2 separate regions of the Sus scrofa genome follow, and region 2 is linked to region 1. A link is a contact called in public HiChIP or PLAC-seq data. All regions are on one chromosome and are shown on one strand. Each heading gives the region's core, a stretch centred on a gene start, on an enhancer-like site or on the middle of the called end of the contact. The rest is flanking DNA. Distances are from core to core; before and after follow the strand shown.

Region 1 (5,163 bases), core at 1,579-4,078:
CCCACTAATACATAATAATACCCATTAATATCCTTAGTGATAGATATCAAACACCAAGAACATGGTGTTTCCCTAAGGGTAACCCATGTTCTTCAGTGATTTTTTTCATTAGATTTACAACCTTCTGTAATACACAATCAACACTTCCTTTAAAGAGATTAAATATGCAACTGTTACTACATTTTTACTATAAAGATGAAATGTTCTTGATACTGGTGAAGTTTGTTTTTCCAGCACCCCCAGGCCATCCCAGGGGATCTTTGATGATTCAGTAATATTATTTATTGGACTCGGAAGGATATTTTAGAAGTCATTAAGTATGTATCTCATTTTTCTGGGATCTGTCTGTACACTTGAGTTTTTTTTATTTGTTGTTGTTGGGATGGCTTTACAAATTTAAGATTGTTCAAAAAAATTCGGACTTTTAGAAATTATATATCTCATTTCCTTTTTCAGCTCTCTTTTAGAAAGTATAGGATGACTTCATTTTTAAAAATTAATTTGATTTATCCTAAGGAATACTTTCCCAGAAAGCTATGCTTTGTTTTCAAGTCTTTTTGTGTTCACAACAGAATTATTTTATGAATTTTGACGTATTTACATTTTAATAAATTTACTCCTCATCAGAATTTTGACCTTCTAACTAATCAATCTATTGATGTTTTTCATTTTTGCATGCATCTTTATATACTTAGGAGGAATTTGTATACTCAATAGACATTTACTGTATTAGTGAATGAATTTATAATAAACTTTGCTTTTTTCTAGTGATTTTTATTTTTTCCATTATAGTTGGTTTACAGTGTTCTGTCAATTTCTACTGTATAGCAAAGTGACCCAGTCACACATATATATACGTTATTTCTCTCACATTATCTTCCATTATGTCCCATCATAAGTGACTAGATACAGTTCCCTGTGCTAAACAGTAGGGTCTCATTGCTTATCCACTATAAATGCAATAGTTTGCATCTATGTAATAAACTTGTTTTCCTATCGTATTTGTGAGAGCAGTAGAAAACTTTTTAAGTGTTTTCTCAGGTGAAATAGTTCTGCTAAATATTTTCCTAGCATCTTCAATTTAAAAATAATAAATAATATTCAAACTTCCAAAATACTTTCTTTCAACAGATATTTACAACATTGTTCTAAGCACAACAGTTAAAAACTAATTCTACAGCCAATCATTTGCTTCTGTAGCACCTTAAAAAAATGTGACAGAGTTTCATTAATTTCATAAACAATCAGCTACTTTTAACAGATACTAGTGCCAGGAACTATTATTAACATAGGCAGTCTAAAAATAAATAGGATTATTTGCATTCAGTAATTCTCCTATTCTAATAACTAAGGATCAGACCATGGGTAACACTGTGATGCTGCAGATTTTAGCTATGATGGAGCTGTGTGCAGAAGGCTGTGTGAGTCCAGAAGAGGAGCCCCTACCTGTAAAAGCAGTATCTTAGGGAGTTGTGTAATTAATCATTCCCCCAAAGCTCTATTTATAGGACTTTGCAAAACCCTTCTCTTGGCTGCCAGCCTCTCTCATCCCAGTCCATCCTTTGCATTACCAGCAGAATTAACTTACTAAAAATCTGACCAGTTTGAGTGTACCAGCTGAAAGAAGAGTAGATCATTTCAGCCAGAAATACTGATGTCTACACAGTGGCAAAAAAGTGGTCAATTCAGTGTGGCCAAGTTATTCATTGTAGAATAGGGAGTGTGAGAAGAATTTGAGGCGAAGGCTTTAGCCCAATTATATGGCATACTTAGGATTTTTTGGCCATATTTTCTAATCATTCAGGAACCAAGGTGTTATTTGAACTGAAATAATGTGATCAGATTTGCTTACGAGGAAATTCTGTTGGGGTCATGAACATCCAACTGGAGAGAGAGGTTGGTACCAAGAGAAAGGCTTTGTGATCAGTTCTTGAAATTGGGAATTTTGTAGGTAGTTGATTATTTGCCTTCTTGGTGTATATATTTTATTGAATGATGAATAATTTATAATTTAAAAATTCCTAGTAACAAAATCTGAGGAACATTCGGGGTGCCCAGCCAGTGTTTTCACTTGTTCCTCTTGGTTACTGTGTTTTTCTAAACCTAATGGGTTTCATTCTCAGTCTTCTGCTAAAATAAGAGTTTGCTGAATCTGAACTTCTGTTATGTTTGTGTAATTGCATTTTTCTACTGTTTGACAGTTGGGATCCACCATACATCACCTTAAAGTTTCATAAGCCCACATTAATTAGACTCAGGTTTCTGATATGCACCTTTTGTGCTCATTCACCACGTGTTGTCATAAAGTTCATACACAGTTTGATCCCTGAGATCCCTGTTCTGTTTAATGCTGTCTACTTCAACATGGAGTTACTGGGACAATTCGCCTTGTCGTTTGAAATCATTCCTTGTTTACTGCTTCCACCACTGTGCCATAGAGTTTGCATTTCTTTTTATTTTATGCTTCATTTGTTCTGTGAGGTTATTTGATCTTTAGACTTTTCGCTTAGCTGAGACATTGTTGTAACTATCGCATTTCCTATATCTACATGAAAAGCATACTTGCCAAGTAACTAGAAACACTCATAACGAAACTATTTCTGGTCTTTCCCAATATAGCAACTCTTCTTCATTTCTGATTTTTTTTTTTTTTCAATATGTTTCCAGAACACTGTTGTGGAGGCTTCTATTCAGCTTCCTCCTTCCCTTTTCTCACCAAAGCAAAAACGAGAAGTCCGGCCAAGTGACGACTCTCTGTATAAGCTTCAGCTCATCGCATTCCGCAATGGAAAGCTTTTTCCAGCCACCGGGAATTCGACCAATTTGGCCGACGACGGCAAACGGCGCACCGTGGTTACCCCTGTGATTCTCACCAAGATAGGTGTGTCAGCGGCACATGTGTCAGCCTATAGTCCCTGGGCAGTGCGGCTTTGTGATTTATTGTCCCCAAAATGCTTGTTTTTGTTCCTTCTCGTTTGCACCAGACACCAGTGGAAGGAAAAGATTTGCAGAGTACCCATTAGTGTATACATGGACATGTAATTGCTTATGACGTTTGTTTCAGAAACATTTTCATTCCCCGTTTCCTTCAGATGGGGTGAACGTCGATACCCACCACATCCCCGTCCACGTGACACTGCGTCGAATCGCGCATGGAGCAGATGCTGTGGCTGCCCAGTGGGATTTTGATTTGCTGAATGGACAAGGAGGCTGGAAGTCAGATGGGTGCCATATACTCTACTCAGATGAAAATATCACCACCATTCAGTGCTTCTCCCTTAGCAACTACGCGGTTTTAATGGTACGGCTTTAAGTTGATGCATAAACACTGAGTGTTCTAATGTTTTTCCTATGCATTGCTAAGATCGAAGATTTTTTTTTTTTAATTTTTCACATAAATTGCTCCCTTTAATGAAGTAAGAGATGACATTTGGTGTAATTCTGATTTTAAAGGGAAACTGAATTACTACTAAGTGATATGTATGGGATTTAATTTGGTATATGAACTTTTGGTCAACTTTATATGTGAATCAGTCCAACTAGACCTTGACCCTAAAATTTGGAGAAATTTTGGGTGGGATTTTTAAAAACAATTTTTTTCTGAGCACAAGGTCTTTTATGAGGCATCGAATATATATTCTTACACAAGGAAGAAAAAAGACAATGCCTAAAGCTAGCTTCTCTCCAATATAGTTCTCCGACTGCTTCTGCCCCACCACTACCCAAGCCCCAGGGTCCCCGGCTTTTAGAACCAGGATCTGTTTTTCTTTCTGGACTGTAGCCCATGGTGGAGAGGGGAGAGGGAGGCAGGAGCTGAGAAAGGAGCTGGGTATACAGGGCACGAAGAGAGACAGTCCAGTGTCCAACCCAGAAAGAGTGGCCTATTTGCTCAAAGATACACAGCAAATAGTGAAAGACTTTCCTCCTTTGCCATCCTGTGCCTTTTCCCACTGCACATCATAAATTTTAGACTCCTTTTGAATTTAGAGTCATAGTGATAATTTCAGTTGAGTTGCTGCCGGCAATAGTATTGACATAAATGTCTTTTCTGTTTTAATGCTAATCAAATTAATGTTGTTTTCTGTTTTTTACCATTATTCATCTCTATTAATCTTTGGTAAGGTACCTAGTTATTAGTGCATAGGAACAGATCTTTTTAGTAATGAGCCATTTAAGTGGTTCTGATTCCTAAGTTGATAGTCTTAAAATTAACCATGCTAGTTTTTATGTCGTGTTATGGTTACTATAAGATTCTAATATCCCGGAGTCTGTATAGCTGCCTTTAGAGGATGGTGGAAAAGAATTACTGATGAGTATGAAGGACATTGCCTTGAAATGCTTGAGGCCAGCCTGGGAGTGAGGATGCCTGAATTTTTGTTTCTGCCTCCAGCTCTGAATCTGTTCTCCAGACAATATTCTGTCATAGCACTAAATAATCTGGAAACATGATCTCTTTTGCTTTTTGTGAATTATTCTTTTCTTAAAAAGATAAGGGAGCATTTACCACTGGAAATGTCTTGAAGCAAGCTTGAATTAGAAGAGATTTTCCTCAACTCTGTTTTTTGGTTTACTCTTTGCTCCTCAATTTAGGATATCTTACTTAGCTTACCAAACAGGCAGAGGAGTGACGGGATTATCTAGTAGGGCATAAGGATTAATGTGTGTGTTATTGAGCCCAGCAGGCAGCGGATGGAGTCTGCCCTAGTTAAGACTCAGATTGTGTCTGTATTAAGTCATCTATCCTTCGGGTTTAAAGTAAGTATTGATAGTTTAGGAGTCTCTTCACAAATAGATGTTTGATTTCTGTAAGTCTGAATCTGGTTTCTGTAAGTTCACATTTTATGGTTGTGTGGTCATCTGTCAAGAAAGCTTGAAGCAGTAATTAAAACATGGAGCATTTTCTCTTTCAGTTTGCATGTGTTTTTGCCATTCAGGTTTTAATTATAAAATAGCTTGAAACTAAGAAGTACTGAAGGAGAAATGAGACATGTAGCATTATCTGAAATTTTGTAATAGTTAAACTAGAAACTGTTGGGCAGGATAAATGAGATGCAGACACACAGAAAAGACATAAGTTTCACTGTTGAAGACATGATATTACACTGTGTGAAACTTTTATTTTTGTTTAATTTAATACCAGTTTAAAACATCTAGTTTTGAACT
Region 2 (5,163 bases), core at 1,781-4,280, 79 kb before region 1:
TTTTTTAAATATTTATTTTTTATGGCTGTACCTGTACCATATGGAAGTTCCTGGGCTAGGGATTGAATCTGAGCCTCAGCTGCTACCTACACTGCGGCTGCCACAATGCTGGATCCTTTAATCCACTGTGCTGGGCTGGGAATTGAACCCTGGCCTCTGCAGTGACCAGAGCTGCCGCAGTAGGATTCTTAACCCACAGCGCCACAGCATAAACTCCAGAACACTGTTTAGTTGATCTTTGAAAAACATAGATTTGAACCGTGTGGCTCAACTTATGTGTGGAATTCTTTCAGCCGTAAGTGCTATTGTGCTACACAATCTGAGGTTGGTTGACTCCATAGATATGGAGGAACTGTGTGAACCAAGAGCTGACTGTAAGTTACACTCACATTTTCCACTGAGTGCAGGGCGGGTACACCCAACCCCCATGGCTTTCAAGGGTCAACTATATACAAATGTCCTTAACGGATTTACAAGTTCTAGTGACAACCAACATTTGTGATATTTATCACATAACCTGATATTGTGCCAAGTGCTCCATGTATACATATCAGTTTTTTCTTTTTTTATCTTTTTAGGTCCGCACTCATGGCATATGGAGGTTCCCAGGCTAGGGGATGAATCAGAAATGCAGCTGCTGGTCTACGCCAGAGCCAAAGCAACTCCAGATCTGAGCCGCATCTGCAGCGTACACCACAGCTCATGGCAACGCTGGTTCTTGAACAGTTTTTTTTTTTTTTTTGCTTTTTTAGGGCTGTACCTATGGCATATGGAAGTTTCTAGGCTAGTGGTCGAATCAGAGCTGTAGCTTCTGGCCTATACCCCAGCCATGGCAACGTGGGATCTGAGCTGTGTCTACAACCTACACCATAGTTCATGGCAATGCTCGATCCTTTACCTGCTGAGCGAGTCCAGGAATCGAACCCGAATCACATGGTTACTAGTTGGGTTCGTAACCACTGAGCCACACGAGGAACTCCCTCAATTCTTAATACCATAATGTTGGCATTGCCCCCATTTTTCAGATTTGCCAGCTGAGCGTAGACAGGTAAATTGATCCTCTCAAGTTACATGCTTTGTAGGCTTCTGGCCAAGGACTGTGGCCTTTAAGTCTGTAGTTCTCACTATTGTTATGTCCGTAAAAGTCACAGGCAACCTAAATGTTCCATTTGGCAGGAGGGGTGGGGGTGAGCCTTCGTAGAACAGAAGGTACAGGACTGACTTGTTTACTTTAACTGCTTCCTTGGACCTGGCTGACTGATGGGAAAACAAAGTAACTGAGCTGCTGAAGGACCTTGATCAAGTAGGTTGTGGGAGTGATCAGGGCGTCATACTTAGGACTACAACGTGTTATTGATTATCAAATAGTCCCCTTACCTGCATTCTTGAGATTCAAAATTTTATCCTGGAGCAACAGACGACCTGTCTCAAACATAGCTGCCATATTAGGATGAAGGACTAATGACTTCATAGGAGGTGGTTGCGTTTTTTTGGTGGGTCTCCAAGTGAAGTGAAGAGAGTCCATAATGCTCTCTTTAGGGAGCATTCACCTCTACCTGTCAGAGTTGTGCCTGGGTAAGCAGGGGACTGGCCTTCCTGTCTTTGATCTGGATGAAGATGACCAGGAGGGAGAATGTGGAGGAAAGAGCAAGGAGACTGTGGGGATACGGTGGCTCATGGTGGCTTTGTTACCAAGTAGAATAGCCACCCTTGGCACCTCATGATGTTTCTGGCTCACTTTCCTAAAGAGTGAAATGAGGAGTTCCCGTGGTGGCGCAGTGGTTAACGAATCCGACTAGGAACCATGAGGTTGCGGGTTCGGTCCCTGCCCTTGCTCAGTGGGTTAACAATCCGGCGTTGCCGTGAGCTGTGGTGTAGGTTGCAGACGCGGCTCGGATCCCTTGTTGCTGTGCCTCTGGCGTAGGCCGGTGGCTGCAGCTGCGATTCGACCCCTAGCCTGGGAACCTCCATATGCCGAGGGAGCGGCCCAAGAAATAGCAAAAAGACAAAAAAAAAAAAAGAGTGAAATGAGGTTGTGAACTAGGTTATCTTTAAGGCTCGTTACCTGCTGAAAGTCATGATCACTGAGGTATTTTTAAAAACTCCCAGAGCTTATATGCACATTTAGTGAAGCTCAGGGTGTTGTATGAGAAGGGATTCGTTGAATTTTAATAGTCACGAAAGTGCAGGGATGTTTGTCTGGCGGGCATTGGGGCTGGTTGGTCCTTTGCGTCTGGCCCACATGGTTTCTGAGCTGCTCTTAGGCTAATTGCCCCTCACTCACAGGCAGAGACTTGCCCTCCTTCCCTGGGGGTACTCCAACTTTGGGGCCTTGTGCTTTCACCCTGTTCACTGGATTTTTTTTTTTTTTCTTAATTGTCCCTGGTTCCTGAATTAGAGCCAAACTGTCCATGAGCCCCCACACTGACCTCTGGTTGTCTCTTTGCACGTCCCTGTTCCGTCTGCTGTCACAGGAACATAGGTGATTAAACTCCAGCTCAGTAAGTCCGCCTGCCTGCTTGTCTGAGTTGTTGAGTATCAAAGGAATGCATAAGATGTCCATAAAGTTCAGAAACGTACACTTTTTTTTTTTAAGCTAGGTGAAGATGCCTTTTTTTTCTTTATAGGGCTGTCCCTGTGGCATATGGAGATTCCCAAGCTAGGGTGCCTACACCACAGCCACAGCAATGTGGGATCTGAATCGCATCTGTGACCTATACCACTGTTCGTGGCAACACTGGATCCTTAACCCATTGAGCAAGGCCAGGGATCGAACCTGCGTCCTCATGGATGGTCGATTCGTTTCCGCCGAGCTACAACAGGGACTCCCCGAAGATGTGTTTTTTTTTTTTTTTTTGACGTTATGCACCCACACACATTTTTTTTTTCCCCTTTTATTTCCAGACTTTATGGCTAGCCTACAGATCTCTATCATGTGATTATTTTCTTGCCTGCCTGCTCCCCACCCTTTACGGCTTTGCCTGTATTACCACATGTTTATTACAAATCGTTTGACGCCAGTGTTCTGGCTGATTCTGGTTCACAGCACTTCTCTGTTGACTTTCGGTACATAACTCACTCTGAGTGGGCAGGCCATTTCCTGGTCACGATCCCTCCTCCAGTGATAAAAGATACATTGAGATCATAATCGCCTACAATAGAGTTTCTGCATATGGTGAATAGATTTCCTGATTGACAGCACCTGTGAAGTGGGGGCCAGCCTTTAGGAGTGTTGCCTGAGCTTATCAGGAAAGTGCCAGGACCGACTCTTGATCTGGAACAGGCAAGGGATGGGGAGGTGGTGGCACATGTGCTCTTATTGGCCAATGGTCCTTGGAGCCTCAAACTCTGTTAATGACTGGATTAATTGTTTGGTTTTATAATCTTAGGATCACATGGCTTTGTGTACTTCCCTGTTGGATAGTTTCAACAGCTACTTTAAAAGTCACCTAAATTTCCAGGGCTCTCAGGAGATTTCTTACCAGTAGAATTGTCTTCAGTACAAGCAGTCTGTACTTAGTGGTGAGCCTTGTCTGTGTCGGAAATAATGATCTCATTCCTCAGTGATGGTTTCCAAACGTGTTCTCCAGGCACCTTCTCAAAGAGACTCGCGCCTGGCATTTGGATTAGCTGCCTAAGGATTTGGGGGAGATCATATTGGAAAATGTTGGTTCCTATAGATTGATGTCATACAAATTAGTCAGAAAAGACAGATGATCCATTAGAAATATGGGCTAATAATAGGTCAGGTTTGCTTAGTGTGCCAGATCTTGATGTCAGGTGTTACAAGTGTTGAGCTGTGTTAGTTGATTCTCATAGTTCCCTAATGAGGTCATTATCGTTATGTTCCCTCTTTTGTCCATGAGCCAGTGGGACATAGAAGCTCATTAATTTCCCTGAGGTAACCCTGGTAGTAAGTGGTGGGACTAGGCTTTGAGTTGAGGCAGTCTGACTGGAGAGCTCACACTTATAACCAATGTGTGGTCATGGTCAAAGGACACTTCCAGACCTTCATGGGAAGGGAGCACAAACTTAAAATGGGATGTGCGGAGTTCCCGTCATTGCGCAGTGGTTAATGAACCCAACTGGGATCCATGAGGACGGGTTCCACCCCTGGCCTTGCTCAGTGGGTTAAGGATCCGGTGTTGCCGTGAGCTGTGGTGTAGGTTATAGATGCGGATTGGATCTGGCATCATTGTGGCTGTGGCATAGGCTGGTAGCCGAGGCTCTGTTTAGACCCCTAGCCTGGGAACCTCCAAATGCTGTGGATGCGGCCCTAAAAGAAGACAAAAGACCAAAAAAAAAAAAAAAAAAAAAAAAAGGAAAAAAAATGGGATGTGCAAATGACAATGATGAGGTATTGGGGTTCCTGTTGTGGCCCAGTGTAGGTAGAGGACCTGACTTGTCTCTGTGAGGATATAGCCCTGGCCTCACGCAGTGGGTTGAGAATTTGACATGGCTGTGGCTGTGGCATAGGCCTGCAGCTGCAGCTCTGATTCGACCCTTAGCCCGAGAATGTCCATATGCCTCAGAAACAGCTGTTAAAAAGAAAAGAAAAAAAAAATTACAAGGTACGACTTTTAACTATGCAGATTTAAGCATGACTCTGGCAAGAATACTGCACAAGTGATGTGTGTACTCGCCTCCCTCCCCTCCACCCCATTCATTGACTTCGGCACATCCCCACTAGTGCTGTCCAAGTTCTCTGCAGCCAACCTCCACCCTAAGCAGTGGACCCACTCACTCGGCACCTGGGCTTCTCACCAGCACAACTGTGTGCCAGTAAACATAGGTGTGGACTTAAAGCACTCAGTTGGTAGCAGTTTGTTATGTAGCTAATACAGAGACATTAGCTCTGTTTAAAAGGACTCCCCTTTTCCTGTCTGCCCTTTGAATTCCAACATTTAAAATTTTTTTTTTTTTGGCTGTGCCCATAGCATGTGGAAGTTCCCAGGCCAGAGATCGAACCTGCCAGAGCAGTAACCAGAGCCACAGCAGTGACAGCGCTGGATCCTTAACCCACTGAGTCAACAGGGAACACCAAATTCATTTTTTCTTTTTTAAGCAACAAAGATCAGAAATATTTCCCCTAGTCATTCTGCATTTCAGCAGCATTTAAACTCTATGTTCCTTTGGAATCATTGTACATCCCTCTTGTAGCAC

Evidence for each region. HiChIP or PLAC-seq counts read pairs in DNA pulled down with a chosen protein or histone mark.
Region 2: a contact with region 1 is called in an H3K27ac HiChIP or PLAC-seq map of alveolar macrophages. The contact joins two enhancer-like sites. A contact is called at or near these places in 4 of 47 Hi-C or Micro-C datasets (embryonic fibroblasts and fetal heart ventricle) and 1 of 2 datasets of contacts at active chromatin or transcription factors (alveolar macrophages).

The regions. Positions count from the first base shown.
Region 1 is chr8:16,689,001-16,694,163 of Sscrofa11.1, reverse strand. ADGRA3 (adhesion G protein-coupled receptor A3) reads left to right here. Exons shown (of 19, transcript XM_021101068.1): 13 at 2,668-2,881; 14 at 3,093-3,301. Among named protein-coding and RNA genes, the nearest start is that of ADGRA3, 96 kb to the left of the region's middle. Within about 2 kb of position 2,828, at least 11 of the 83 cell types and tissues checked have an H3K27ac peak or open chromatin away from gene starts, as enhancers often do. A contact at or near this core is called in alveolar macrophages, where this site is marked.
Region 2 is chr8:16,768,013-16,773,175 of Sscrofa11.1, reverse strand. All of the region lies in intron 1 of ADGRA3 (adhesion G protein-coupled receptor A3), which reads left to right. Among named protein-coding and RNA genes, the nearest start is that of ADGRA3, 17 kb to the left of the region's middle. Within about 2 kb of position 3,030, at least 8 of the 83 cell types and tissues checked have an H3K27ac peak or open chromatin away from gene starts, as enhancers often do. A contact at or near this core is called in alveolar macrophages, where this site is marked.